7 separate regions of the Mus musculus genome follow, and all the other regions are linked to region 1. A link is a contact called in public HiChIP or PLAC-seq and promoter capture Hi-C data. All regions are on one chromosome and are shown on one strand. The core of a region is the stretch at or near the end of the contact, and the rest is flanking DNA. Distances in the headings are between cores, read along the strand shown.

Region 1 (4,093 bases), core at 972-3,471:
ATCTGTGAATGTTTTATTACTTGAGTTGTCTTAGTTTGGATTAGATTTAAGGGCTTCTACCGCAGGAAACACACCACGGCCATCCACCAGGAGGCTCTTCCTTTCACAGACTACGGAAGAATGTACCCCTGTACCTTGGTTTCTAATTGCCACTATTAAATACTCCGACTGAAGCAACTTACAGGAGAAAGCATTTAACTCACAGTTCAGAGTAGTCTATCATGGTGGGTAAGTTAAGGCCATAGGAACTTGAATAGCTGGCCACCTTATGCCCTCAATCAGATAAGAGCAACCAGTAATGCATGCATGCATAGCCCTCATTTTTTGTCTCCATTCGTACAGTACAGAATTTCCTGCCCTAGGTGTGATTCTACTCATAATTAAGATGGATCTCCCTACACAAATTAACATAATCTATATTCAGAGAGATTCTATAAAGACTAGGCTGGTTTGAACTCGAGACTATGGCTTCAGCTTCAAAGTGCTGGGATTACAGACTTGTCACCACATCCTGAATGGTAGGCAAATTCTTTATTTTATTTTTTATTAGATATTTTCTTTATATAAATTTCAAATGCTATCCTGAAAGTTCCCTATATCCTCCCCCCGCCCTGCTCCCCTACCCACCCACTCTGCTTCTTGGCCCTGGCATTCCCCTGTACTGGGGCATATAAAGTTTGCAATACCAAAGGGCCTCTCTTCCCAGTGATGGCCAACTAGGCCATCTTCTGTGTAGGCAAATTCTTTTTTTTTCTTTTCTTTTCCATTTTTTTATTAGGTATTTAGCTCATTTACATTTCCAATGCTATACCAAAAGTCCCCCGTAGCCACCCACCCCCACTCCCCTACCCACCCACTCCCCCTTTTTGGCCCTGGCGTTCCCCTGTACTGGGGCATATAAAGTTTGCGTGTCCAATGGGTAGGCAAATTCTTAAATGTGATGTGGGTAGCAGCCTGCTTTTGTCTTTATTAGATACCAAGAGTACCAGAAACATTAGTACCTGAATTGTGTACTGAGATCTCTTCTTTTAGAATGGGCGTCACCTTTAAACGTGACTGCATTTGTTTAACATAAACTGTGAATTTCATTTTTTCCCTCTGCTTCCAAAACTCACAGTAATACACTACCAAATTTAGAATTTGACAACAGACTAAGTTCTTGGTTAAGAAAAAGCATTTTGTTGCCAGAATAGCTGCAAAAGGGATCTTTAGGGCAAGAAGGGTGGGTGGCTACAGGTTCCTGAACTACAAAATAAGACATATTTTGGGAGCAAAATTTAAAAAGTCCATGAGTTCTTGAACGTTTTTATGAAGACAAAACACGGGGCTATCATCCTTTCTTATCTGGGAAGGCTGAGCCATTATCACTTTTTTCTTGAGCAGCTTCCATAGTGGTTTCTACTCCAAGGATCTACATTTTTACATCTAACAAACCATAGACTTCATTTGAGTTTCTCCAGCCTATCAGAAGCGTTAGAAGGCGGTGGACTGGCTGAATGACCTACATAGGCTCTGCCTTGCAAGGACTGCCAGAGATCACCCGGTATGCGCCCTCCTCACAGAACACTCCTTTTCCTCTAGATCCCGCCTTGGTTCCTGGAGGCAGCCGTGCCAGGCTTTTGCAGGCGGCGGGCACTCGTTGCTCCAGCTCACCCTTTCACCCCTCCTTCACCCCGGGAGTGCCACGCCGGGTGGCGCGGTTTTTCTGACCACTAGGGAAGCTGGGCAGGCAAGGCCAGGAATTACAGGGCCTCCCCGCTTTGGCGAGCCCTCGCATCTGCATCTTCCTGAACCCAGCCACTGTCCTGAAGCTCTAGTGGATTCGAAAGAGGCAGGGTCTCGCAGGCAGCCGGCTGGGCTCCAGAGAGGCCTGAACTTATTTCCCACCCCCCACCCCCATCCCCATTTGAACTCCCTGCTTCGGGCCTGGGCGACGCCCCGCAGGCGAGCCAGCCCCAAGCACGCAGAGTTAGAGCGCTCCGTAGCGGAGGGCGCGCGCCGTCCAGTCGCCCGGGGCATCCCCGAGCCGGGGGCGGGGGCGAGGGCAGCGAGGGGTGCGGGGTAGGGTCGGCAGCACAGAGCGTAGCTCCTAGACCTTGGTAGCCCTCCCGGAGACTGGCAGAGGCGGAGGGCGCGGCTCGGGCGCTGGGGGGCGGGGTCTCGGGCGTTGATTGGTGTGTATCTGGGGGCGGGGCGCAGGGGCGGGCCCGGGGTGGGGCTGGCGCCTGGCGCTGGAGCTGCGCCGCTCAGGGAGAGGAGTAGCTAGCAGCTGGAGCCGAGTTGGAGGAAGCAGCGGCAGCGGCAGCGGCAGCGGTAGCGGTGAGGACGGCTGTGCAGCCAAGGAACCGGGACAGCGAAGCGACGGCAGGTCGCAGCTGGATCGCAGGAGCCTGGGAGCTGGGAGCTTCAGAGGCCGCTGAAGCCCAGGCTGGGCAGAGGAAGGAAGCGAGCCGACCCGGAGGTAGGCGGCGGCGGGTCCCGGTGTGCCCGGGAGGGGGAAGCGGTGCGAACGCGCACGGCCGCTGCTCTTCCTGTCACCGGCAGCCACTTCTGCTGCCGAGCCACTCAAGGGGAAGCGAGCAGGCTGCCAGCTCCCAGTCGCCAGCATCTCTCGGCCACTTGGAAGCCTTCTCCGGCCAGTGACCAGCTTGCTTGGTCGCAGCCACCTCCTGCTCTCATTTCCTTCGTGCCACCCCGGGCGGGCTGTGCTCGTTACCCGGAGCGTTCGGTCCTGGAGTTGCCAGCGGTCACCGGCTCCCCTCCTCCTCCGTCACCTCACGCTTCCGAGGGTCCCCGATCGCCCTGCAGCTTTCCGAAGCCGGGAGCGCGCGAGGAGAGTGCCTGGATCGCTGCCTTTGCGTTAGCGCGGCGTACCCTCCAGGCCCGGAGCCCCAGCCGGGGTCTCCGGCCAGGCTGGGCCATGGTGGTCCCCGGAGCTCGCCCCCAGCCCCCGCCCTCCGAAGTTTGCCTCCCTCCTCTTCCGGGGTGGGGGAAGTGCTCCTCGGGGCGGTCGGTGGCTGGGGCTCTAGCTCGGCGTCTGGCGCCCGCCGGGCTTGGGCAGGTTGCTGGAGGCATAATGAGTGGGATCCTGGCACCGCCCGGAAATCCAGCTTTTCCTAACGCGGGGCGACCCTGGAAGGACCTGCCCAGCACTAAGCTGCCGGCCAGGGAGAACCGGCCCGCGTGCAAGCCAGAGCTAAAATATCTGGGGGAATTGTCTGCAAGCTACTTCCTTCCCAAAGGCAGAAACTGCCCGGCAGATCACGAGACAAAGAGAATAGAAACGCTCTGACCAGGCACGCATGTACAGAAATGCATTTTAGTAACCAGCTTTCGCGCACAATAACGCAAGGGTGTGAGCGGAGTGGCTGTGACATGTTGAATGCTGTGTGCCGGCACTGTATTCAGGGGAATTCTGCTCCTGGCGCTAGTAATACCGGAAAGGTCTCACTTCCACCGTTAATTCTTGAAGAAGCTGCAGGCTCTATTGCTGTACTGGTGTGAATTTATGCTTTATTTAGGGGTTTCATGATTTTAGGACTTAATTTTCCCCCTTTTCTTTTCCTGTCTTTTTCCTCTTTGTCAGACAGTGTGAAATAGGAAAGGATGAAGCAGTTCCGGGTTTTAAGTGTAGCATGAGATTGTCATTTCAGTGAGATCGAGTTTCAAGTTTTAGGTGGTAGGGTTACTCACAAAGCTGGTTGACCTAGGCTCCTTGTGCAAGCCTCTCTTAATATTTCATTAGCTTGTGTTCCATGTTGGGCATTTGAAAGATAGTAAATTATGAGCTAAGAAAGCTTGTAGTAGGCAGATGGGTTTATTTCTGCCTCAGAGCAGATTGATTGCTAAAGTAGATATCATTAGGACTTCAGGGCCTTCTGCACAGGTGAGCCGCCCATGCATCGTTTGTCACTGAGCAGGGAACCAGCACCCCAAGAGCCCCCCCCTTTTTTTTCATTTTTTTTTTGACAGTTGCACTCAAGCAGACCATTTTCTGAAGCACACAAGTTGCTTAAACTTTGGAAAACATGTGCTTTTTGCTTATTACAAAGAAAATGATCCTGGTTTTTCTTGTGCCTCTTGTGGTTCAAAG
Region 2 (4,093 bases), core at 880-3,379, 880 kb before region 1:
AAGTGTTAATCTGATGTCTTCTGCATAAGCCAGCAAACAAAGGGAATTTATTATAATGTCAGAGGCATCCCTGATAGTAAAGGACTACTGCAGCCATACTACCCTAAGTGCTGGTGATTGGGGAATATGACATAGTAGGGTTTAGACTTCACATGCTGGGTGGGGTGTTTTTGTGTCCTTCTTTATGTTCTCCCAGCCTGCTGTTTGACTGTGGTCTTGGCTATGAATGCTCTATGCAGTTGTGATGCATGGGCTCCCTCCGGCCGGTGTATCATACAATCTTTGGTTGCTGATATGGAGTTTCAGGCTGTGGCAGATCTGACTTCTGCCTCGTGTTCACACTGGAAATGTGAGCAGATTAGAGCCACATAGGGCAATAATGGGAGTAAGTGTATCATTATGTCTGACCTACATCCTTCAGGAAGGTATACCAGAAGCCATTCCACAAAGAAGCTCACAGTAGCCCAGGAGGAAGGATCCTTGGTTGTCCATATCCAGTAACCAACCTAGTTGAAGACCCTATGATTGGCCCTATTTTAATTTGTCTGTTTCTCTACTTGTTTCCTCAAATCAATTCCAAAAATAAGGCATCTTCTCTCATCTGGGCTCTGCTTCTGGGAAGAACCCAGACTAAGCTAATTTAAATCAGCTTCACTCAGTTGCATTTTTCCTCTTAAATTCGGAGATGTTTGGAAACTATTTGCAAGTCTTATAAAGTACACACTAAATAAAGATGGCATGAAAAACAAGTAAACAGGAGTGTACCCCGCATGTTGTATATAAAGGCTCTATAAAGTAGGAATTGTTCTGTGAATTAGACTTTCCCCGTTCTTCGGTTGGGAGACAGACTCAGACAATTGCTTGGTTTTGTAAAAACACGTCTCCGTGATTCTACAGCTGTGCTTAGAGAGTAACTGAATAGTAATGTTTTGATCATTGCTCCACAGATGGTGAGGCCCCAGAAGACACATGTCTCTTCTGTAGAGGGGCAATGCAGGAAGTGTGGGTGTATCAGTGGGCTCTGAGTACTTTGGGATGCATCTGTGTGGGGACCTAAATGAGTGTTTCTAGTCTTTCTTTAAAATGTTTTTTTTTTTTTAAATTTATGTGTCTATGTGTGTGTGTCTGCACACACATGTACATGTGGAGGCCAGCAAGGGTGTCAGACCCCCCTGAGGCTGGAGTTATAGATGGTTGTAGGGTACTCTACTTCGATGGATGCTAGAAACCAAACTTGGGTTTTCTCAAAGAGCAGATAGTGCTTTAAACCAAGGAACTCTCTATCTCTGTATTCCCATATTTATTTATTTTTTACAAGGTGTCAATACCAATGTAATAACCTCAAATATCATAGTCCTTGGGTCACAAATAGGAAAAAAAGCTTTTGGAAACAAAAAGTATTGGGTAACCAGTTTGGCACTGGAGATGGAGATCACATTTTTTTTTTTTTTTTTTTTTTTTTTTTACATCCCGTGCCCCTGGAAAGGTATTCAGTCATTCACCTGCTGGTTTCTGATAGAGGCAGAGCCTGAGTTCAGGCCTTTGAGTCCCTTCTCAGGGTCTTTCCAGATACTACACTGCCTTACCAGAACGGCCTTTCTGCTGAACTGGAGTCAGTGAGCTTTTCTCATGTGAAGGCCCAGGCAGTGAGCAATCCGGGCTGGGCAGACATGGGAGCTCTGGTGCAGCTCCTCACCTCTGCCATGGAGGGGAGTTGGTGTACAGGGGACTAATGTGAACGAGCGGGGATATGCTTCTGAAAAGACGCGGTCATAAACACAGGAGAGGGCCTGGCTTTGGCCAGTGGGTCACCCTTTGTTGGTCCAAGTTTCATAGTAACATACAGCAAGTTCTGCTTGGTGATCATCAACGAGGCCTTTGAATCTTAGAGAATTAAAGTCCCCATCCAGCCTGATGCTGAGAGCTACTATGACATGGTGGTCCCCGCAGGACCGGGCTTCCTTCCAGGTCTGCCTATGCACAGACTCTGAGCCAGCATCCAGGAGAGTGGGCAGGCCCTCTCTAGTTTCCAGAAGGAATCGACAATTCTCTTCCTGTGCAGATAAAGGAACAATTATACCACTGGGGACTTACTGGAAAGTGAAGCGGGCTCACCAGGAAGCAGCAGGAATTTGCTTCTCAGTCATTTTCTCCACAGTCTGGCCCCGAGTCTGCCAGACTGAGAAAGGTCAGCTGGGATCACTGGCAGACTTGGAAAACTTCCAGAACCTTCACTTGTGGGATGACACATGGGGGTTTGTCAATTTCCGTGGCCCACTTGGGACTTCCTGTGGCCCATCCAGTTACCTCATCCTCTCCAGGTTCAAACACATAAGAGTTTTATCCTCAGCCGCTCTGTCAGGGCGACACTGTTGTGACACTGTCTACAAATGCGACTTTCGAGTCCTTGACCCCTATGCCTTCTTTGCGGATTTCTTGTTGACGTTTGAGAAAGTCAGAAGCCATTGTCTTTCACAGAGGTCAAATCTAGGAGCTGAGGCGAAACCCGATGTCTATGCCAACGGGGCTGGATGTTTATCCTTGAGCTTATGTGCACGCATGCATGCACAAAGTTATGTGTGAATCTCAGCTCGCCCTTTAAATTAGGTCACCTTTTCCAAGGCCTCCACTCAGGGAAGGTCCTTGAGCAGCCTTGGTGCTCTTAAGTAGCCCAGGGACCGGGTCCTTTCTTGTTAATGTCACCCCCAGGTATCCTCTCCTCTTTTGTTTCTACCATGCAAATTTACCTCCCGGCCTGTTTCAAATTTCTGAGAGTCAACGACTTACAAAGGTGGATGGAGCCTTCAGTGGATTTAGTTATCTAAATCTTAAAAACTCTATTCCATGATTACCTACCTCAAAGCTTGACAGTCCACACCTGTCATTGGACCGGAGTTTCTTCGAGTGTAATGAAGCCTTCAGAATTGAAGTGGTTTTGGGAGACATGGGGGGAAGAGTTCTATTATTTTTACAGAGTGGCACTCTTCTCCCTGGAGATAAGAAGGCTGGGTCTGGTGTGAGGCTGGAAAAAAAAAGCAAAACAAAAAACAAAAAAACAAAAAACAAAACAAAACAAAACAAAAAAAAGAGAAGGGAAGGAAAGAATATTTGATTATTTCTTCATAAACCACCAATTCCTTTAGCACCTGGCTGTGGCTCCTGCTGCCGTGTGGAGAATATCAATGGCTTTAATATTCCCATCGTTGTGCCTTGGAATCAGTTGCCTGTCCTGCTGAGCTCTCTGAATTTCAGACCAGCGCCAGCCCTGAAAACCACGGCAGATGTAAGGGAAGTTTAGCCAGAATGCTCTCAGTTAAAGCCCGCCTCAACATTTCTCCTGTGCCCATGGGGTTTTAGCACACCCCTCTCCGCAGTCCCTTGATTGAGGGGCATATCCCTAAGTGTGCAGGTACTACATTAGGACATTTTCATAAAAATTTTTAATGGTCTATTTTGTTTGAATTGGGTCATTATTCTCAGTAGCATCACTGGCAAAGAACAACTCTTGAATATTAACTAGAAGGAAAGAGAAAACAATAACAAAGGCGAAACAAAAATCTCCAACAAGCCGAGTCCGGGAAAGGAAGCTGAGGTTAGGCTGGGTGTATAAATTTCATATGGCTCATGACCACAAGGTGGCGCTATGAAAACACCTCATTTCCAAACCCCGAAAAAGATACAAATAAGGAAAACACAATGAAAGAGCCTTTCGTGCAGAAAATAGTCTGTGTCAAGAGCGAGCCAGCAAAACGCATGCACCAGCAACGCCTGTGTAGTCTGCTGTATGCATGTGGATCCCGCCTGTAACCATTTTAAGGAGCAATGTTATAGGGAGTGGAAATTGGTATTTTTGCGGGGGAGGGTAGACATTTTATAATTGATACTTTTATAATTCAAACAGGAGCTTCAACATGTGTTAAATTTTTTACATTGATTATTAAATGCATTTCATCTCCCTGGCATCTTTGAAAGTGTGACATTTTAGACATCAGAATGATAGGCTAGGCTTTCTACCCCTCAACCCACTTCTATTCTACGTTGAGAGCTTGCACAGTGGGGGACATTTATTTAAAAACAATTAGTGCCCCATTAA
Region 3 (4,093 bases), core at 835-3,334, 880 kb after region 1:
TGCCTCCCAAGCTACCAGATAAAAGTCCCCACAAACAAAGCCAAGACCACTCCTTGCCTACAAAGTCTCGGGGTTCATGGCCTAGAGCTTGCTAGCCCACATGATGGTAATCCACCAAAGGGTCCTTTGGCTGGCCCCATTTGCTCCAACACTCTACCCATGTCCACCCAATACACCGTGTCCACTGATATGACGATCATCTCACAGGCTCTCACATAGTTGTCCTCAGGACGTAGGCTGACATCTAGACCCTCTAGCATAGCCCTTGCCTTCTGAGGCTGGGATTACAAGAAGACCCGAGTCTTGAAAAGAAAGATTCCTGGATTTAACTTCCCTCAACCCACAACGACTGGCAGTTCCCACCCACTGACGCCCACATGCCTGTTCTCGCTCACCCATAGGGTTGCCAAGGCCTGAAGAAGGCGGCACTGGCAGAAATCATAATTATGGATTTCATAGCATACTTCAGCTTCTTGAGAACACGTTCTCCCTTATCATATGCAAATCTATTGTTTGACTTTGAAACATCCCACTAACTCTCAAACACGCTGTTGGAAAGTCATCAGCCACAAAAAAAAAAAAAAAAAAAAAGTAAGAAAATCTCCCGTCTGAATTATACACGTGGCCTTGGGATTCAGGAAAGGATATCTTGGGGTTTTAGTAAGACTGGAAGATTCAAAACATATCATGAAGAGGGACAGTGAGGTCATCAAACACAGTTCAGTCAGCAAGGACCAGACTGTGACAAGACAAGCTTGGCAGAGAAGCTTGGAGCAGCAAAAAAAGGAGAGATGCAAAGATGGTCCCAACCATCCTGAGCTCTCTCTTCCACGAGAGGAAATTCGTAGACCTTCATCACTGTTGATCTAGACAAAAAGACAGAGTCGAGCTGACTGTGTGAATACTGTAACAGATGTGTGCTTCTGGACACTGTAGGGAAGGCAGGTGTTGTTTGGAGGGATGGCTTTCTCCTTGAAAGATAAAGAAACCAAAGGACTAAGCAATCATCTAAGACATTTTTATAACTTGTTACTACGAATCAAATATTTACAGACAAACTATTGCCATGGTATTCTTGGATCAGGTATATGCTGACCAAGCAAGGGCAGTGGAGAGGGAAGAGGAGAGGAGAGCCAAGCCACCCAGGTTATCTGTCTGGCTGCTTGCACTGGTCCAGTGTGTCTAAGAATCCCACAAACCTATCCATCCCCTCTGCTGTGTTCACCTGACCTTTCTTCTATTTCTTTTTCCCTTTCTCCATTACCCCAAGGAAATAATCTAACCACTCCAGCTTCCTTTGCATGCAAAATGTAACTGTTCCTTTTACTTCTTTCAGATAAAGGCAGGCTCTGGGAGGGAGAAGGAAAAAAAAAAAAAAAGAGCTCCCGGCTTCTTCAAATTAGCTCTGAAATAAAAGTCACTGCCAGATGTTATATAAAAGGTGACGTAATCCTAAACTACTTCATTACATATGCAGCTCGGCTCTCCAGCCCAGGGGGAGTTTATTACATTTTGTCGATTCCATTTTCTATACCCACATCATTTTTACATAATTTTTCCTGCCTGACAGGCAGCTTCACATTTTCACAGCAACCCATCAAGATAGCGTTACAAGAGCGCAGGGAACCAGGTTAGCAGTTTACAAATAACGGCGCTAACGAGTCAGATTTGTCCCCGAGATACAAATCAGGGGTAAATGGTCCATCCATGCGTGAGAGAAGCACATCTATTTTAGAATAATAGAGAGGAAACAGAGCACTTTTCAGCCGGCACTGTATTCTTTCAGAGCGTGTACTAAATCTATCGCAAAAGTAGGGAAATAGAGATGTGCCCATCTAAAGTTCTTCTTGCCTTTCCCTTCGATGTCCTAATAAATTCCTGGCTCGAAACGAAATAGATAGCCATAGAACATGCACTAAGATCAAAGTTACTGCCTTTTCATATTCGCACAAAATTTAGAAGAGGACACGCCATTTGTGCCAGTGAAATATCTAACTACTGAGATGCTTCAAGTGCAAACATTGCGAGACACTTCCTCCCACTCTCCAAGTGCTAAGAAGCATCCTTCGCCCCCTCCTTCCTCGGCTCTCGCGGCTGCACTGCCCTCTAATGGCGAATTGTGGCAGTGCAGGCTGAGCCCTCGCTCCTTGAGAACTAAGGATTGGAGAGGCATTTGCAGGAAGTTCTTAGTTCTGGTGAATTTACTAATTCCTCGAGGAATAAGAAGGTTCCTGGGACTCCCACTCCCAAGAGGTGGTGCTTACCTGAGCCAGCGAGGTAACTTAAGGGGTAAATACACTTGCCACCAAGGCTAGTGACGTGAGTTCCATCCCTTGGACTCACATAGTAAAAGGAGAAAATCAACTCCTACAAGTTGTCCTCTGACCCCCACATTTGGGCTGTGATGCATGCCCTTTACAGACTCACGATCGATAAATAAGATGTAATATGTTTTTCTAAAAGATTGATCTTTCCAAAGTTTCATCTCTCTAGGTTTCAGTTTTGAAGAAAAATTTGGTAAAATGAACCTTATTGTTTTTCCAGTTTGTGCAAACAAAATAATGGACACTTTTATCCTTTTATAAGAGTAGGATGTGAATGTGGCATAAGGGGAGATAGGAAAGTTGTAGGAACCGACTGTACTCAACCCTTCCTCAGGCCTAGGGAACAGAGAAATTAACAATCACCCCCCCCCCAAATAAAATGTGTCTAAGCTCAAACTTTGTCTCCAAAATCAACATATTCCTATTCCTATAAATGATTTCATATATCAATAATTCTTTTCTTTTTTTCTTTATTTTAGCTTTGTGTAACAATGTTTTTTTATTTTATATGTATGGATATTTTGCTTGCATGCATGTCTGTAGTGGCTATTCCTGGTTGTCAACTTGACTATATTTGGAATGAACTACAATCCAGAATTGGAAGGCTCACCAGTGACCCTTATCTGAAGGCTGGGAGATAGAAGTTTCTGGTCTGGATCTTGGTATGGAGATCTTGAGGCATAGTGGCTATGGATTCCAGAAGATTAAGACAGGGAGATCTCCGAGTTCAAGGTCTTCTGGGATTAAAGATGTGGTGGCACACACCTTTAATCTGAGCTACACCTTCTACTGGAGACCATATAAGGACATTGAAAGAAGGGAGTCTCACTCTCATTCTTTCGCCTGCTTGTCGTGTGGGACTGAGTAACTGCTAGATCCTTGCACTTCCATTCACAGCTACTACTGAACCATTGTTGGGAATCGGACTGCAGACTGTAAGTCATCAGTAAATTCCTTTACTATATAGAGACTCTCCATAAGCTCTGTGACTCTAGAGAACCCTGACTAGACAATGTCTGTGCACCATTTGTGTGCCTGGTGATAGCAGAGACCAGAAAAGGGTGTGGTATCTCCTAGAAGTGAAACTGTAAATGTTTGTGAACCACTATGTGGGTGCTGGGAATCAAACCTGAGTCCTCTAGAATAGCAACCAATGCGCTGAACGACTGAGCCATCATCTCTCCAGTCCCTTATTTTAGCATCTTAATTATATGTAAGGGGGGAGGTGTTTGTAAACATGGTTTCCTGAGGAGGCCAGAACACATTAGATCCTCGGGAGCTGGTGTTAGGTTGTGACCTACCTCACATAAGTTCAGGAACTTAACTCTGGTCCTCTGCAAGAGCAGTATGCACTCTTAACTGCTGAGCCATCTCTCAGTGAGTCCTGAGAATTCTTTTTAAAGCAGCTTTTCATCACAGGGAAGTTATTCATGCACACAGTACATAAGTCATTCCACAATCCTGTTCCCACACACACAGCCCTGGCGATCCCATCTCCTCCTTACCCTTGCAATTCTAAAATGTTTATGTCACTACTCCTGGAGTTCTCCGGTTCAGCATTACGTATTCTGCACCATGGAAGATGACTTCATGCGTGCACAGCCACCTGCACACACACAACCCCGCCACATACAGTCTTCCCAATGGATTGTAATTTTGCTAAGAGGGACCATCAATGTTTATAGGATGATGAATATTAAATTTTGACAGTTCTACCTTGTATTATGCCATGCTCACCTCCCACCCCCTTGCCTAGATAAACTGTTATT
Region 4 (4,093 bases), core at 1,055-3,554, 860 kb before region 1:
GCCTTCAAATCACATCAAAGTCAAGCTTTATGACGCATTGAGGCAACTTACTGAGAAGCAGATGGTGTCACATTAGTGATGTTTTATTGTAACTACATTAAGCATTCCTTTAGAAAGGAAGGATAAGAGGTGTCCACAGTGCAGGATGGAATTCAGGAATGGGGAAGCTCTTGATGAATGTAACAGTATCTCACACCCTGGGGGCTTACTAGGGAGAACAGTCCCTCTCTTTCTTTGTGTTTATGTAGAACATGTGATTTACAGAATGCCCTGAAGGCCATGACGTCAGATTCATAGGTGAATTCAGTCCGGTCCAGACTCTGGCACCCCATCTCCTGTTTAGACATCTCTCTCTCTCTCTCTTTGGTGACCACACATTCATATAGAATTCAGCTTGTCTAAATAAGACACACCTATTTATTTATTTATTTATTTTTAAAAATATTTTTTATTACGTATTTTCCTCAATTACATTTCCAATGCTATCCCAAAAGTCACCCATACCCTCCCCCCCCCACTCCCCTACCCACCCATTCCCACTTTTTGGCCCTGGTGTTCCCCTGTACTGGGGCATATAAAGTTTGCGTGTCCAATGGGCCTCTCTTTCCAGTGATGGCCGACTAGGCCATCTTTTGATACATATGCAGCTAGAGTCAAGAGCTCCAGGGTACTGGTTAGTTCATAATGTTGTTGCACCTACAGGGTTGCAGATCTCTTTAGCTCCTTGTATACTTTCTCTAGCTCCTCCATTGGGGGCCCTGTGCTCCATCCAATAGCTGACTGTGAGCATCCACTTATGTGTTTGCTAGGCCCTGGCCTAGTCTCACAAGAGACGTCTATATCAGGGTCCTTTCAGCAAACGCTTGCTAGTGTTTGCAATGGAAGACACACCTTTTTTTGATTGCTTCTTCTCTTGAACCTTAATCCCCTTGAAACACCGGGCATTTCTCCCAGTTGTCTCTGGACCAGCTTGGGCTTGAAGGATGTCTAGGTTTGGAGGAAATAGGAACAGGGTCATTTGTGTTAGAGAGATAAAGATGTGCAAAGGACCAGATGAACAAGGAATGTGGAATAATCAGGAAATGTAAAGTTAACTCTTGCTGGGAGGTGGGAGGGCTGGCCAGGTTTTCCAGGACACAGTGGTGGTCTGCCTGAGCATCTTGTTTTTGAACACTTACCAGAGCAGCCCAAGTCAAAGTGAGGAAAGTGATAAGAACCAGATCACAAGGATTTTGTCTGTCATACCAAGGAGCTGATGTTTGTCCTCAAAGTCAGAGGATCGTGTGGTGTGTTTTTTTTTAGAATAGTGTGACATGTTCATATTTAAATTCAGAAAGACACACCAGAAAACCAATTTAGTGGGATAAGGTTGAGAGCAGAGTGGCCAACTGGGAATTGGGTTCTCAGCTGCATTGATTCTAGGTAGGCACACTGAGGGTAATGGGTTGAAGTGAGGACAGCCCCATGAAGAGATGCTAAGGATATCGTAACAGTAGTATCCAGTGGCCATAGAGGATGAGCTGGTGGTGAAGGGGGAGATACGCCATAGGTTACTGGTTTGGGCAACTATGGGATGTGAGACACTCATCAATCTAGAAGGTCAGCAGGCTTGGGGGAGTCTGAGGACATTTGCCTAGACTTGTTTTATTTCCTGACATGGTATACATCGTGTTTTGTGCTGTGTTTTATAACTCATTCTCTTTATATTTGCCATGCTCTCTCTCCAGATGGATTCTGATTCTTCCAAGGATCAGGATCACAGCGACCAATGTGCTTAAGCCCCAGCATCTTTAAGTCATTATCACACCTTGAGGGGGTCACATCACTAAACACAGGGACACGAGGCCCCCAGCTAAGCACCATGAACAGCTGTGCACTGGATCATTTGTACTGATGGGGATGGCAGGACCTTTGCACTGGGACATGACTTCACCCTGAAACTTTTCCCCTGAGGGGAGCTAAGCCCCCAGGCCGAGGTGGCCTTTCTGGGAAGCAGACCCACATCTCATGTTGGACAGCAAGAGGCTGAGGGGCAATGGGGTGATAACCCAGGCTTTGGGGGTCTTTCTCTCTCTCTTTCTGCTCCGCAGAACCCCATAAATCCTTCAAAGAGAGTAATTAATTTTCCCCAGCTAAAGAGTGTCTTTTGCATTCTTGAAACAAATGAAGGCGAAATGTACAGAGACTTCTGGGAAAAGCCAGTGTGGCGTGAGCACAACCGCTGGGTGTTCCTATGCAGTGGAGTGGCCTTTCTTCCCCTCCCCTGAATGGTGTTCTTTGCTCTCAAGTTAACTCATGCACTGGATTCAGTCCAAGTACATTTTGTTTCTTGACTGGAAGCCAGACTTCTCACAGTTAGGGAGCATTCTCTTCTCTACTCCAGTCTTTCCCCAGACTCACTCTCATCTTATGATCATTTCAGCTTTCCTATGGGGTTGATATGATAGTGAGGAGAACCTACTGGCTTAGGTAGATCTTCCACTTAGACCGAGACCCCAGTGTCTCCAGCCAGTCCTCCACTCCGAGTCAGTCTGCTTGGACAGGCTGCTCTGCAGGCAGCAGAGGCAGAGCACTTCTGAACTCTGCCCTCTGCAAATGCTTTCCAGATGTGTGAACCCCTGCCTCCCAATTCACTCTGACTGTAGCCCTGCCAACATACATCTGCAGATTCCGAGTGCACAGGAACTTGAAAGAGGAGCCTCGACAACATCTGCCGCCTTTCCCTAGCTCTGCCTCTTGGCCTTCTGAGACATTGCCCCATATTTCATCTCCTCCCTTACAGCAACCCATTCAAGAATGACCCTCCAGATCTTCTCTGTTCACAGAGGCTGGTGTGTCGGTCTCTCCCCTAGCCCGTCTTTGGTTGGCTCTTGGGACAATTGACTGATATATCACCAGAAACATCAAGGAAAAGTTTGAACTCCCCAGGGGAGGAAGAGCTGATCTTCCTCTCCTGGGCTGGTGACAGTCCTCAAACTGTGAAGGGAGGGTTACCCATGAAGAGGCTAACACAGAGCCCTATAAATAAATAAATAAATAAATAAATAAACTCCCAAGTCTTCGGTAGAAAGATGGGAGAGACATCCCTTCTTCAAAGGCAAACAAGTTTGGCTTCTAGAAAACTGAAAGTCCTTGTGTGCAGAATGAGTGTTCCCCACCCTCACCCCCTACCAAACACACCCCTCATGGCATGGTAGCCACTGAACTGAGAGATCAGATGAAGACCTTTTCAGAATTCCAAGGAGTGAGGAAAGAGCCAGGCATCCTTTCTGTGAAACAGCAGATGTTTCCTGGGGCCTTCACTCTCCCTAGGGAGTCATCTGATGGCTAAAAAAATAGATGCTCAACCTTAACTTTGCCTTTGATCATTACAGACCCTAAACTGTCCTCCTACATTGGGGGCGGGGCATAAACCCTAGGAGAAGAAAGGCTGGTAACATGTGAAAAGGGACAGAGAGCAAATGGGCCTTCAGGCTTACAGTTTGAGAAGGAAATAGGTCTAAGGGAGACCGTTCCACCTATGTGGGACTAGATCTCAGCCAGAGAGGCCTATCTGAGTTTATAAAGCCAGCTGTCTTAAACATGGCATTAGCCCAATGACAGGGACAATGTGGCCTGAAAGATCACTTTTTGTTTTGCCCTCTGGATCTGTGGGGCACTTTAAATAGGTAACAATTATTCTCTGCCTAAGTAGTCCTGGGCACTTTGTTCCCCAGAGTATTAATTCATAGACCTATTATTTAAAACAAACAAACAAACTACAAACAAAGCCAAAAAGCAAAAAACAACACCAGTTTTATCTTTAAAGCTTTGGAATAGCAAGGTGATGGGCTGAAGTTAGGTTTGGAGTTTCCTTCTTCCCCAACGTCTTCCCAGAGAGCTAACTCAAGGCTCCATGGCAGTTCTACCACCATGGCAGCGATTTTCTAGAGAACAGAAGAGGCTACGTCCTCCAAAGATGTAGAAGGAAGAATGAGCACAGGGTGAGGCAATCTTTTCTGCTGCAGGATAATTTAACCACTGGTTGCTTGGTGAGCTCAGTTATCCTCACAACCTCTTAAAGAGAAGAATCCAAATTGCGTGGGTGATGACT
Region 5 (4,093 bases), core at 664-3,163, 820 kb after region 1:
TCTACCACAAGAAGGTAACTATGTGGCTGATAGGTTCCTTTCCTTGACTTTGCCCCACATATACACATCTGTGACGTATACTTTAAAGTTACATGATTGTAGTGACTAAATAAATATAATATCCTATATCGTGTCATATGTCAATATAATACCAAGAGCTACTAAATAATATCTTCAAATATCTCTCTAATCCTCTAATCCAGAATTATGATGCTAAAAGTCCATACTTAAAGTCCACCTATAGATATAGTGTTCATATAGACACAGAACTGTAGCACTTGGCCTTGAGAACAATCCCAACATGTCCTCCCCCCTCTCTGCTCCCCACTGCAGCCCCTCCCCAGGCCACAGTGCCAGCTCAGCCTCCATGGCTGGGTGCTGAGGACCCTGGCCACAGAGACTGCCCATCCTTCATCCACAGCCACTAGTTGCCAAGTGAGGACAGGGCAGAGCTGACCAGTTGTCTTTATGCGTTGTCCCATCAACCAATCTGTCTGGCAATATTCATGAGCTGGACATTACAAGTGGACATTAGTTACATTCAAAGTGAAAGGTCACTTGGCTGCCAAGAGCTAGCTGAAGTGCCAAGAACCCCTGTCAGGTTCTAACGAGCCTGCCGCAAAACCCAAGGGCTGGAAAAGGGTTCCAGACTCCTACCTAGGACCTCCCACTTAACAGAGAGAAGGAAGGGATGATGCTGTGTCATGGGGAAAACAAACCTCGTGTGCCCTTGCTGTTAAAGTAGAAAGCAAGCCACATGCACCAATCTCTCTGATAGGTTAGCCAAGAAAATGCCACTAAAATCATCCAGTGGGATTGGTTTAAAGATTTCCAGTCAGCACAAACTATTAAAATGAAATGAAGTCGCAGCTTGCTCTCCAGTAAGCCTTATCTTTCAGTTGTCTCGGGGTTTCCCATGATTTTAGGATAAGGCTAATGTAATGTTTGCTTCAGGTGACTTAGTCATCATTAGAAAAGGAGAAGGAGACAAGCTCACTGGGTTATTGCTACCTTTGTGCCCCAAAGCGAGGCTTAACTCTATGAGTCCATCTACTAGAACTCAGTTTAATTTCTTCTCACAGCCAGTGGTCATGCGCACTGCAGGCAGAGGCCTGGAGAGGAGCTGGTATGCATGAGGCTTCCAAACCTCCAACGCTAAAGCCATCTACCTCCATTTCAGTGCACAAGAGGGCTAACCAGTACCCCGGAGCTCTTGACTCTAGCTGCATATGCATCAAAAGATGGCCTAGTCGGCCATCACTGGAATGAGAGGCCCATTGGACACGCAAACTTTATATGCCCCAGTACAGGGGAACGCCAGGGCCATAAAAGGGGAGTGGGTGGGTAGGGGAGAGGGGGTGGGTGGCTATGGGGGACTTTTGGTATAGCATTGCAAATGTAAATGAGCGAAATACCTAATAAAAAATGGAAAAAAAAAAAAAAAAGAGGGCAATCAGCACTGGAAAGTGGAACTCTCCAGGCAGAGACTGTAGCCAGCTGAATCCCCCACCAGCACTCTCTCCTGCCCTGCCCCTGCCCTGCCCAGTACCCTTGGCAGCCCATGTCCCCATAAAGCCCCACACCCCAGATCTTTCCTCAGAGGCAGCTGTGACCTATTCCCTCAGGGCAAGGCACTGTATTTTCCGAGGTAACACCTAGCTAATCTCACATAATCTAGTCTGAAAGAGTCAGTGCATATTATCGGATTAATGGGCTATTACTCCTAGAAAATACAATTTGCATCCTAGAGACCCAAAGTCTTAACCAAAGGCACGCCAGGAAGGGAGTCAATTTTGCAAGGGGTGGAAAGCTCAAGAACAAATTTTAAAACTCGGAGCAGCTGTGCCTACTCCCACAGCTGGGAAAGTTTCGAGTTTCATGGTTTTAAAAGCTACCTAATCATGCCTCTATGCAATCTTTGTTCTGATGTTTTTCCTCCTCAGCAGTGTGGTGCACAGGGGCCAACTTCTCTTAACCTCAGAACAACAAAGGCTGATCATGGAGATGCTATATTTCATTTCAGGGAATTTTTTAATTTAATAAAGTATTACCACCTTACACTTATTTAAAGTACCTGTGCCTTGTATTTAATTATTTTTATTTCGGTCTATTTTTAGTAAACGTAACTACTTCAAAGATGTATAAAAATGTTTTTTTTGTTTTGTTTTTTTTTATTACATATTTTCCTCAATTATATTTTCAATGCTATCCCAAAAGTTCCCCCCACCCTCCCCCCCCCCACTCCCCTACCCACCTATTCCCATTTTTTGGCCCTGGCGTTCCCCTGTACTGGGGCATATAAAGTTTGCCTGTTTAATGGGCCTCTCTTTCCAGTGATGGCCGACTAGGCCATCTTTTGATACATATGCAGCTAGAGTCAAGAGCTCTGGGGTACTGGTTAGTTCATAATGTTGTTGCACCTACAGGGTTGCAGATCTCTTTAGCTCCTTGGATACTTTCTCTAGCTCCTCCATTGGGGGCCCTGTGATCCATCCAATAGTTGACTGTGAGTATCCACTTCTGTGTTTGCTAGGCCCCGGCCTAGTCTCACAAGAGACAGCTATATCACGGTCCTTGCAACAAACGCTTGCTAGTGTATGCAATGGTGTCATCGTTTGGAGGTTAATTATGGGATGGATCCCTGGATATGGTAGTCTCTAGATGGTCCATCCTTTTGTCTCAGCTCCAAACTTTGTCTCTGTAACTCCTTCCATGGGTGATTGTTTCCAATTCTAAGAAGGGGCAAAGTGCCCACACTTTGGTCTTCGTTCTTCTTCAGTTTCAAATGTTTTAAAGAATAGCTATTCATTACAATAGCTTTTTGTGTTTTGGGATTTGGGGATATGTTGTTTTGTTTTTTCAGTTTTGTTGTTGTTTTGGCTCTTGGTTATTTTTAGACAGGGTCTCATGTAGCCCAGGCTAGCTTCAGATCAATATGTTGCTAAGGGTGGCCTTGAATTTCTGGTCTTCCTCTTCTTGAGAGCTGGGATTATAGGCATGCAACCCTAACACCATGTTTATGTGGTGCGTGGAAACAAAAGCAGGGATTCCCATGTGTTAGATAAACACTCTAGCAAACAAGCCATATCCCCAGCAGCTCATTATAGATATTCTATGTGTCAGCGTGGTATACTACATATATACGCACTCACAAACCTATGAGCTAGAAGACCCCTGTTTTTCAGATAAGAAAATGGAGGTGCCGGGAAGAGAAGGTTACTCTGCCAGGATCACATAGTTGGAAGCATTAGAAGAATGGGAGCCGAGCTCCACCTCCTGAGCCTTGCCTCTCTCTGTCAGAATAACTACTTTCTCCAGCCAACTGGGAAAGGAGAATCCATAATTCGGCTTTCTTGGGCTTTTCAACCTTACAATAACCAAACCTATATTTTTAAAAAGTCCCCCATACCAGAAACATCATTAGCCCCAGGAAACTTGTTAAACACTGTGGATCCCACCCCAACCGTAAAGTATAAGGAGCTCTGGGGTGGGCTCTGCCCTGGAGCTCAGCAAGCCCTCCAGATCACCCTGGTGAAAGGCAAGCTTCACTGAAGTCAGTCATGAGTGTGGGTTCTTAAAGTTTGGGGATGGGTCAGCTGCAACCCACTTCTTTTTGTTTGTTTGTTTGTTTTTTGTTTTTTGTTTTGTTTTGTTTTGTTTCTTTCAAGACAGGGTTTCTCTGTATAGCCCTGGCTGTCCTGGAACTCACTTTGTGGACCAGGCTGGCTTCAAACTCAGAAATCTGCCTGCCTCTGCCTCCCGAGTGCTGGGATTAAAGGTGTGTGCTACCACCCCACTGCTGCAACCCGCTTCTTAACATCAGTTTCATGCGTCTTTTCTTTTCAGTTAGAAACTTGCATGTCACTTTATTGTAACCCTAGAGAGATTTGAACTAACAAGTGTTATCGGTGAATGCTTGGCAGGTATGTAACCCTAGGAATAGAAATGAGGTCATCTATACAGGAAAAAAAAAAAAAATCCTCAAACACAAATCTTGGAAGGTTGCCTGTGGAGTTTGAAAGTGATGTGATGAGCTTTAAAAGAACAGAAAAGGTTATCTAACTTGGTTTCCCCTAATCAGTTCCATTAGCCT
Region 6 (4,093 bases), core at 665-3,164, 770 kb before region 1:
GCATCCCCAGACAAGACAGCAGTGATGCATAGATGAGGTCACAGTGGCTGTGAGTCCTGCTCAGGACCAGTGTGAGATCTTAAATCCCTGCATGGAAGAAGGGCTCATAAATCCCCACCCCTGGCTGAGGGACTATTGGCGGCAACTGATGCCTGATGGGGAATCAAGAATCTGTTTATTCAGGGATGTTTTCCTAAGGAGGCCACTCATGCTTCAGGATATGTTCCTAAATCCATGGACATACAGGTAGCACTAAGTGGGTTCAGTGGCTAAGTTGGGAGGGAAAAGTAACAGGAAGGTTAGGGGAGGAATTGGAGAGGAATGGATTGGAGTATGTGATCAAAACACACACGCACTATGGAATTCTCAACAATGAAAAGAATTTAAAAATAAAATATTTTGATGAAAAAGAAATGATGGTATATGTGTAAGTATACATTCATATAGATTATTCATAATGTTATTTGTATATATTATATATAATTTATGTATATACTATTATCCACATATATTATATATATTATTCATCATTAAAAAGCAAAGGATCCTTCCATTTAATTACAATATAATTAACCTGAATGAATGAGTCCTAGGTGCCCTGAGGTTCCACTGCCAGCCAGACACTGAGAGAGGATATAAGCTTTTACTAATTCATAGAATCAGGAAATAAAATGTAAAACATAACAGACATAAGGAACGGAACTGGCTTTGCTGAATGGGGTAGAAGTTATGAAGATTTATATACCAGAGGATTCAGAGTAGAAGGCAGGCGAAATGAATTTTGTTCAGTGATCTCAGGTACCAAACAAAGGCAGTGGGGTATGGGACTTTGACTGGGTTTCTATTAGGTAGGAATATTTTTGCACTTTTGGATGATAAACTGCAGCTAATGCATAATGTAGTTTATCTCTGGTTGTGTTCGAAGATTTCATGGAAGCAGAGGTCTCATAATGCAGCATTGTATGTTACACAGGCTCCTGAACATTGAGTGTCCTGGGCAGGACTCTCCCCCATACTCCATCACTGATCCTCTTCCTTCCTGGCTTCTAGAGCCTGTGATACTGGTCTCACTGTGAGCTCCTTCGGAGTGTGTTATTCTAGCTCCTGTCCAGGTCTAGTGACCCAGGATCTGCATTTTACCAACGGACCTACTTCCATGCAGAGTATTGGAGATATCCCGGGCTCTTGTCTGAGTTCCACTCCTTCTGCCTCCCCCAGCTCTTGGTGCACACATGTCCACTGAGGAGAAGGAGGAGTCCTCTATGCACTCTGCATTCTCCCACAGCTTTTGGTCTGTCAGATGGTGGGGTAGCATCCTTCATCTCGTGAAAGCATGCACTGTTGGGTGGAATTTTTCCCCCTCCCTTTGGAGGCCAGCCCTTGAGGTGAAATCACTGACACCTGCATGTCATGATGGGTGGTGGAGGCAGGGGCGGCCCCTAAATCTTCTCAGTGCCTGGCTGTTCCTCAGAGAATCTCAGATTCATCCCCAGAGACCACCTCCGCATTACAACACGGAAGCCGCAGACCTCTGCTGCGCTTTTCTAGACCATTCTCCTGCTGGCGGCCCAGATTTTAAGAAGGTCCTCATTGATGAATGGAAGTATCTGTATTCACAAGGAACATGCCACAGGCAGCCGGGACTGTTTTCCCCTCGCAGCTTCCTGTCATTTGTGGTGTTCTCTTGGAAAACCGCAGGGCTCGGCAGTAACGAGCGGCTGTTTACAGAGCTCCAGCTGTAATTAAGTCAGATCGGATCTGCTCTTTAGTACGGTGAGGAAATACACCGCCATCCATCATGTCCAAACTGGGTGGGGGTGGGATAAAAGCATTCTTCAGCTTGTGCACTCTCAAGCTGGGAAACATGTGAAGGAAAAGATACTTTTGTGGATTAGAGCAGGGGAAGGCAAACTTCAAGGGACCACCGTATGGAAGGAGGAAGCAGAGACAAAAGCTGGTCTGAGAATCAACAGGGTCTCGCAGTGTTAGGGGCCCGGTAGAAGGGAGAGTTAGGGGCAGATTGACGGCTACCCATGTGAGGTGATACCTACAATGGACACTTTCACAGGTTTCTGGCTTTTCACTCATGCTCATTGAATTGATCGAATTCTGAAGAAGACGTTCATTTATTTTGTTATGGCTCTGTCTTCTCCATGAAAACAGCAAGCTAGGAGAGCTCTTGGTCATTTGTGCTGTTACATCTGAAGCCCTGACTGAAGAACGTGTTAGCTTCTTGTGGCCACCCAAACAAATCAGCATAAACTGTGTGGCTTCAATTAGCAGAGATTTCCCTGTTACTGTTCGGATGATCAGAGCACAGCTACGAGGCTCTCAGCAAGGCTGGCTTCCTTCGGTAGACATGGGCCCAGTCTACCCGATTTTTTTCTCTATGCATTGGCCATTCCTGAGAATAAGAGCTTCAATTCCTTAGCTTATGGCTGTGTCACTCCAAAAATTGTATCCACTAGAGACCCCTTCGTCTGACTTTCCCTTATATAATAATCAGTTATTGGAACCAGCCAACTTAAATATGGTATCATTTTAACTAATCACATCTGCAGAGATCGTAGTTCTAAATAAAGACACATTTTGAGGTCCTGGGGCGGGGCTTGAATTTTAGGGGTACACTGTTGAACCCACTATAGATGTTCAGTACTGTTGGATAAGTGTGTTGCGTGAGACTTCCTTTTTGCCTCCAGGTTTTTGTTTTGTTTTGTTTGTTTGTTTTTGTTTTTGAGACAGGGTTTCTCTGCATAGCCCTGGCTGTCCTGGAACTCACTTTGTAGACCAGGCTGGCCTGGAACTCAGAAATCCGCCTGCCTCTGCCTCTGCCTCCCAAGTGCTGGGATTAAAGGTATGCACTACCATACCTGGCTTGCCTCCAGGTTTAAAGACTGTAGAAAATAAAGACGACCCGCGACCCGCAGAATGAAGGAGCTGGGATTTGTTCTAAAGTAATCCAGGTGGAGCAAAATCTTGTTTGTTGAGCAAAAAAAAAAAAAAAAAAAAACAAAACCAAACCCAAAACCAGAAAAGATTTTATTACCCTCAGTAATATTCCAGTAGGATTATCTTAGGGTATAGACAATGTCTGTGGAATGTGGAAACTTTGGTTGATCTCTAAGCAGAGGCGAATGTTTGCAAGGCTCTTGGACATAGCCACCCATGAGGCACTGAGGGTTCTGACACTAGACCCAATATGGGGCTTCTCTGTAATCTGACTGCACATGGAAACACACAGGATAGCCTGAAAATGTAAGCGTTTTATGAAAGAAGTTGAATTGAGGGGGATTGCAGCCCTCTGGGGGGAGCAACAGTGTCAACCGTCTAGACCCACTCTTCTCCCCACCCTCGGAGCTCCCAGAGACTGGACCACTAACTAAAGAGTACACATGGAGAGACCCATGGCTCTAGCCACATACGTGGCAGAGGATGGCCTTGTTGGACATCAGTGAGAGGAGCTGCCCTTAGTCCTGTGGGGGTTCGATGCCCCAGTATAGGGGAATTCCAGGGCAGGAAGGTGGGAGTGGGTGGGTGGGTGGGTAGGGGAGCACCCTCATAGAGGTGGGGGTGGGAGTGGGGATGGGAGGGCGAGGGGATGGGGGTTTCCAGAGGGGAGACCTGGAAAGGGGATAACATTTGAAGTATAAATAAAGAAAATATCCAATAAAAGAAAAAAAAAGAGAAAATTTGTTAAGAAAAAGAACCCAAATCCTCTTCAAGTTGAAATCCTTCAGGTTGGACTTACACTACAGGTTGAGATTGTTTTAACTTTGAATTGGATGTGAGGTGAGGGCACTGTTAGATCCTCCGGGATCTCTAGTGGATTTTCTTTTTCCAAGCTTTTACTTCTTCCCAATATTTCTGACGCCTCAGAATAAAGGGAAAACGGATGGAGGGAGATAGTTTCTCTTCCTAAGCTGTCTTCAGTTTCTGTTTAGCTCTGGTTTTGATTTCTAATTCCATATATTATTGTGCACAAGATAAAGCCGAATCAGCTCTAGGGCAATGAGGCACTAAGAGACTTTGCCTGACGATGTGGACATAAGCCTTCTTGAAGCCAAAGCTGTATCTCTGAGTGATGTTGCCCAGG
Region 7 (4,093 bases), core at 1,122-3,621, 740 kb before region 1:
CTAAAGTTCAACCTGGTGAACCAATGAGCGTTACCTTCAGGAATATGGGTGAGGGCGGTTTACCTATAGGAGCAGAAATGACTCAGAGACAACTGCATTACCAAAGCCCACCCCAGTCCTGTCGACGTGTTACAAAATCTTGGAACCTGAAACACACTTCATAGCCTGCAGGCAACTCGACAGATTGGAGAATGTCCTTTCTAAATGACTCAGTTGTTCTCAGTTGTTCTAAACCTCTTCAGGCAGCTTGGCTGGTTTCTGTTTCTTCCAGGCAGCTGGTCTTCTTTGCAGTTTGGCTTATTTGAGAGTGGCTCTCTTTAGTGCAGTCTTTACTGTTTACTGTTGGGAAGGAGGGGCCTAGTGGATCTAGTCAGTTTTAGAGACTTCCTGAGTTGTTTTGAGTTTTTTTACTTCCCGTCTTAACAAGTTTTCCTATAGGATAGAGTGTTTCAGTCTTGAAGCTGCCGTACAACTGCAACTTGTCTGTGTTTTGATGCCCATTGGTTAAAACTTATTCTGGATGTTTCTCTGAGAGTATGGTAAGGTTTACATCTTAAAGAGTGGTCACTGAGTAAAGCAGAACTTCCTATAATGTGAGTGGATATCTTCCAGTATAATGAAAGCTTAAGTGATAAAAGGGTGCTTGCCCCTCCCTGATCAACTGTGGATTGTCTAGCAGATGGTCTTCCTACTTCATTTGTTGCATCGGCTCTGCCTGGATCCACAGCAGAATGCAGAATGTACTCAACTGTGCCTCTTTTCAGAGTATTTAAGTCTCCAGTCTGCCGGTATACTTACACTCTTAGACTTTGTTTTAAGTCTTTACAATCATCTAATTGATTTAGTTTCTCTGGAGAATTCTGACAAATACAATAACCTATGAGACTTACCATTTTGCAACTTGATGGTTACTGGGTTGCTCCTCTCTTGTAGCAGGAACAAAATGCAGCTTGCCTTTCTCTATGATTTCCAGAGTGTTTCCCAAGGAGTCTCCACCCACAGGACTCTGTACTTGTCCAAAGGATGGACTACATCTAAATCAACTGGAAGGCTTGCTAAAACCTTTTATTTCCTAAATCCACTTCAGATACCCAAATCTCTGGTTTGGTGATCCTACATCACACACACACACACACACACACACACACACACACACACACACACACACATCATTTTCTAGGTTTGGTGGTCATAAAAATTGAGAACTTCTAGTTTCCATGGTACTTGTCTTGTTGCTGTGACAAAGTACCTGAGAAAAGCAATTTAAAGAAGCAACTCAAGGGTATTGTCCTTTGTGTCAGAGATGTAATGGTGTCAAGATCTTGAAGTGGCTGGTCATGTTGTAGTTGTGTCTGCAGTCAGAAAAGAGAAAGCAATGAACTATCATACTTAGCTCCCATTCTCCTTTCTATTTGGTCCAGGACGCCAACCTACAGAATGCACCATCTATAGTTATGGTGTGTCTTTCCACATAACCTCACAGAGATGCTCAGAGGCTGGATTCATAGATGATTCTGGATCCTGACAAGTTGATAATCAATATTATCCCTTTTGGTATGTTTTTCTGATTTTGTATGGACAGTGAAATTATGGGCAAGATACCATTGTAATTAAGACCAAAATAGTAGGTGAGAGATAATCCAACAGGGGGGATAATAGACATTTAGACAATAAATTCTATATGATTTAGATATTTCTGTCTGGGCCTGGAGAGATGGCTCAGTAGTTAAGAGCACTGACTGCTCTTCCAGAGGTCATCAGTTCGATTCCAAGCAACCACATGGTGGCTCAAAAACCATCTGTAATGAGATCTGATGCCCTCTTCTGGTCTGTCTGAAAAGAGTGACAATATATTCACATACCTAAAATAAATAAATCTAAAAGAGAAAGTTTTAGGTATTTCCATCCACACATGGGACATAGAAGGGTTATACATTTCTTTTAAAAAAGGGGCTGCAATTACTGTTACTGGTTGGGATTATGTGACAGATTCAAACGGTATATTACAGAAATTGACTAAGGTATGTTTTATTATTTAAAAGAAAATGGTGGGAAAATGATAAGAATGTATAAATATTCAAATGAGAATGGCAGTGAAGCCCCCAAAGAAGAAACAGGTAGTTGTGTGGGATGTAGAACAACAGTGCCCAGGACCTAGTTTAGGAATGAATCCATGAGAGTTGATGAGGCACTGAAGTATCCAACTGCTGACTGCAGCCAACTCTTCCTTCCCTACAGGAAGGTGGGGGAGAAGAGGTGAGAGAGAACCCTGCCTCCATTGTGTGGTTGCCAAGTGTGTAATGTACAACATATGGGCTATGTTTTCATCACCATTATACTAAAGAGATTTTGACCCACCTGGTAAGAGAAATGAGTAGGTTTGCAAAAGCAATTAGCACATGGAATCAATTATGAGGAAGGTCGTATCAACATCTGGCTTACTGAAAACCCACATTTCCTATAACTTCAGGATATATGAACAGCAATACACACAATAGATTGAGGCCAATCACATATAAAGAATGACTTATGTCTACCCAGGCCCACCCTGTGTTTATGAGCATGGTATTGATTTCCTGTTTGCTTTTTTTCAGAATTGACATAGAAAATGTTCTTTAACCCCTAAAAAAGTTCATGAAGCCTTGATGGACAGATAAGTGAATGTTGACAGAAAAACTCAATTCTTTACTTTCATTTTTTTTTCCTTCTCTGGTACATTGATGAATTTTTCAGAGACTTGCTGGTTATGTGCAAGGTGATGACAAGAAATAAAGTTCCCCTTTAAGAAGCACAGAGAGCCCGTTTCCTTTCTATACAGAAAATTTAGGAAATAAGTATGCCATGAAAAATCCTTAGCTATTAAAGCTGCACAAGACATTTTTTTTCAGTTAAATTGATTACACTGATATTTCTCACAAAAACATAATAAACCTCTTCCACTATTTTAGCAAGATCTGCTAATTTATAGACGCATGACTTCTAGGTTTATTTTGAAAACTGTTGGGAAAAGAATTGACTATGAAAAAAAATGAGAGAGAGAATCCAAGGATCCTGAAGTTACTTGATAAAACCAAACTGAACACACAACAAAGACAAGCAAAATCTAGTTATAAAGCTTGAAGGCTCCTTGGATCTTGTGTGGCCACCAGACAGGGTGAATACAGAAAGCAAACAATATGTCAGCAGAAATGGTGAATGCAGATGTTGGCATGATATGGCTTACTGCCCAAATCAGCTGGTCCCTTGTTTGTTGAAGGGCCCAAAAGCCAGGAATAACTTTTAAATTACTAAAGGTTTATAATAATAGAGAATAAGCAGGAGTGGATCCATGTGGCTGTCAAAGCTCTAAAGTATTTACCACTCTTCCCTTTCCAGAAAGCATTTGCTGCCCTCAATCAAATATAAATGAGGAGTTTAGAGTCTTTTCCAATGGCTGCCCATCTGCATGCCTGCTTGGAGCCTGTTCCCTGACCTGTCCCTTGGAGATGTGTAAGCTTACCAGCTGTGCACAGCCAACAGTTGGCTCCTTATCCACAATTTTATATTTGGTGGTCTCAGTACCTGGCAGTCAATCATGCTGTAAAGATATCATGTGAAAAATTGCAGATGTAAAAACTTCTTATGCTTTTAATGTTTGTATCATATATTATTATGATTTTTCTGCTTTGTCATTACCATTACTCTCTTACTATGCTGAATGTGTAACTTAGATTTTTTTTTATGGAAAGTTAGAAGGAGAATATGTATGACATTGGTATTCTGTGGAGAGTCAAGGAGCCTCAGAACATCTTAGAGCATTTTCCCTAGGGATAAAGGAAGGCTGCTGAAAAGGAAGATGATTTTGTTGGGGATTGGGATTTTTTTTTTTCAGAACTGCATCATTTGTTTCACTAATAACTCTATGAGGAATGTTTCTCATTACAGGTTTTGAAACTAGAGAACTAAAGCTTAGAGAACTTAAGCAATTGCACAAGGCCACAGATGTGGCAGAAACCAAAGCTGCAATTTAGAACTAAGGTTTGCTCAACTTCTGAGTCTACACGTCTACACTACCTACCTTAAAGAACCTCCAAGAGAGAGATGGGAAGCCATC

What was found. Promoter capture Hi-C pulls out the DNA fragments that hold promoters and counts their contacts. HiChIP or PLAC-seq counts read pairs in DNA pulled down with a chosen protein or histone mark.
Region 2: a contact with region 1 is called in a promoter capture Hi-C map of liver, with 20 times the contacts expected there. The contact joins the enhancer-like site here to the promoter of Pik3r1 in region 1. A contact is called at or near these places in 24 of 39 promoter capture datasets (the 3T3-L1 cell line, 3T3-L1-derived adipocytes, the C10 cell line and 14 more), 2 of 15 datasets of contacts at CTCF or cohesin (the NIH/3T3 cell line and pro-B cells), 26 of 484 Hi-C or Micro-C datasets (the C10 cell line, the HL-1 cell line, the Patski cell line and 18 more), 52 of 115 datasets of contacts at active chromatin or transcription factors (DN3 thymocytes, the NIH/3T3 cell line, the SCID.adh cell line and 33 more) and 1 of 9 other capture datasets (pancreatic islet).
Region 3: a contact with region 1 is called in an H3K4me3 HiChIP or PLAC-seq map of forebrain, with 3 times the contacts expected there. The contact joins the enhancer-like site here to the promoter of Pik3r1 in region 1. A contact is called at or near these places in 6 of 39 promoter capture datasets (the 3T3-L1 cell line, hippocampal neurons, liver and 1 more), 9 of 115 datasets of contacts at active chromatin or transcription factors (SST interneurons, acute myeloid leukemia, astrocytes and 4 more) and 1 of 9 other capture datasets (embryonic stem cells).
Region 4: a contact with region 1 is called in an H3K4me3 HiChIP or PLAC-seq map of forebrain, with 9 times the contacts expected there. The contact joins the enhancer-like site here to the promoter of Pik3r1 in region 1. A contact is called at or near these places in 11 of 39 promoter capture datasets (the 3T3-L1 cell line, 3T3-L1-derived adipocytes, the C10 cell line and 8 more), 1 of 15 datasets of contacts at CTCF or cohesin (the NIH/3T3 cell line), 4 of 484 Hi-C or Micro-C datasets (bone marrow-derived macrophages, cortical glia, liver and 1 more) and 19 of 115 datasets of contacts at active chromatin or transcription factors (the 230-238 cell line, the NIH/3T3 cell line, bone marrow-derived macrophages and 15 more).
Region 5: an H3K4me3 HiChIP or PLAC-seq map of craniofacial prominence shows a contact between it and region 1, with 7 times the contacts expected there. The contact joins the enhancer-like site here to the promoter of Pik3r1 in region 1. A contact is called at or near these places in 5 of 39 promoter capture datasets (the 3T3-L1 cell line, embryonic stem cells, hippocampal neurons and 2 more), 9 of 115 datasets of contacts at active chromatin or transcription factors (astrocytes, bone marrow-derived macrophages, craniofacial prominence and 5 more) and 1 of 9 other capture datasets (embryonic stem cells).
Region 6: a contact with region 1 is called in an H3K4me3 HiChIP or PLAC-seq map of forebrain, with 8 times the contacts expected there. The contact joins the enhancer-like site here to the promoter of Pik3r1 in region 1. A contact is called at or near these places in 10 of 39 promoter capture datasets (3T3-L1-derived adipocytes, the C10 cell line, the HPC-7 cell line and 6 more), 1 of 15 datasets of contacts at CTCF or cohesin (large pre-B cells), 2 of 484 Hi-C or Micro-C datasets (nephron progenitors and stem cell-derived neural progenitor cells) and 21 of 115 datasets of contacts at active chromatin or transcription factors (DN3 thymocytes, the NIH/3T3 cell line, VIP interneurons and 16 more).
Region 7: a promoter capture Hi-C map of second pharyngeal arch cranial neural crest shows a contact between it and region 1, with 10 times the contacts expected there. The contact joins the enhancer-like site here to the promoter of Pik3r1 in region 1. A contact is called at or near these places in 16 of 39 promoter capture datasets (the 3T3-L1 cell line, 3T3-L1-derived adipocytes, the C10 cell line and 11 more), 2 of 15 datasets of contacts at CTCF or cohesin (large pre-B cells and pro-B cells), 1 of 484 Hi-C or Micro-C datasets (the AML12 cell line) and 17 of 115 datasets of contacts at active chromatin or transcription factors (acute myeloid leukemia, bone marrow-derived dendritic cells, bone marrow-derived macrophages and 13 more).

Annotation. Positions count from the first base shown.
Region 1 is chr13:101,766,345-101,770,437 of GRCm38.p6, reverse strand. Pik3r1 (phosphoinositide-3-kinase regulatory subunit 1) reads left to right here and starts at 2,221. Exons shown (of 16, transcript NM_001077495.2): 1 at 2,221-2,461.
Region 2 is chr13:102,644,592-102,648,684 of GRCm38.p6, reverse strand. No RefSeq gene overlaps it. Among named protein-coding and RNA genes, the nearest start is that of Gm41046, 20 kb to the left of the region's middle. Within about 2 kb of position 2,129, at least 64 of the 459 cell types and tissues checked have an H3K27ac peak or open chromatin away from gene starts, as enhancers often do. A contact at or near this core is called in DN3 thymocytes, the HPC-7 cell line, VIP interneurons and 16 more, where this site is marked.
Region 3 is chr13:100,890,357-100,894,449 of GRCm38.p6, reverse strand. No RefSeq gene overlaps it. Among named protein-coding and RNA genes, the nearest start is that of Gm41040, 29 kb to the right of the region's middle. Within about 2 kb of position 2,084, at least 55 of the 459 cell types and tissues checked have an H3K27ac peak or open chromatin away from gene starts, as enhancers often do. A contact at or near this core is called in SST interneurons, forebrain and hippocampal neurons, where this site is marked.
Region 4 is chr13:102,623,927-102,628,019 of GRCm38.p6, reverse strand. No RefSeq gene overlaps it. Among named protein-coding and RNA genes, the nearest start is that of Gm29927, 34 kb to the right of the region's middle. Within about 2 kb of position 2,304, at least 134 of the 459 cell types and tissues checked have an H3K27ac peak or open chromatin away from gene starts, as enhancers often do. A contact at or near this core is called in 3T3-L1-derived adipocytes, the NIH/3T3 cell line, cortical glia and 9 more, where this site is marked.
Region 5 is chr13:100,941,186-100,945,278 of GRCm38.p6, reverse strand. No RefSeq gene overlaps it. Among named protein-coding and RNA genes, the nearest start is that of Gm41042, 54 kb to the left of the region's middle. Within about 2 kb of position 1,913, at least 14 of the 459 cell types and tissues checked have an H3K27ac peak or open chromatin away from gene starts, as enhancers often do. A contact at or near this core is called in craniofacial prominence, where this site is marked.
Region 6 is chr13:102,535,287-102,539,379 of GRCm38.p6, reverse strand. No RefSeq gene overlaps it. Among named protein-coding and RNA genes, the nearest start is that of Gm29870, 54 kb to the right of the region's middle. Within about 2 kb of position 1,914, at least 49 of the 459 cell types and tissues checked have an H3K27ac peak or open chromatin away from gene starts, as enhancers often do. A contact at or near this core is called in VIP interneurons, craniofacial prominence, embryonic limb bud and 3 more, where this site is marked.
Region 7 is chr13:102,509,334-102,513,426 of GRCm38.p6, reverse strand. No RefSeq gene overlaps it. Among named protein-coding and RNA genes, the nearest start is that of Gm29870, 28 kb to the right of the region's middle. Within about 2 kb of position 2,371, at least 2 of the 459 cell types and tissues checked have an H3K27ac peak or open chromatin away from gene starts, as enhancers often do. A contact at or near this core is called in embryonic limb bud and second pharyngeal arch cranial neural crest, where this site is marked.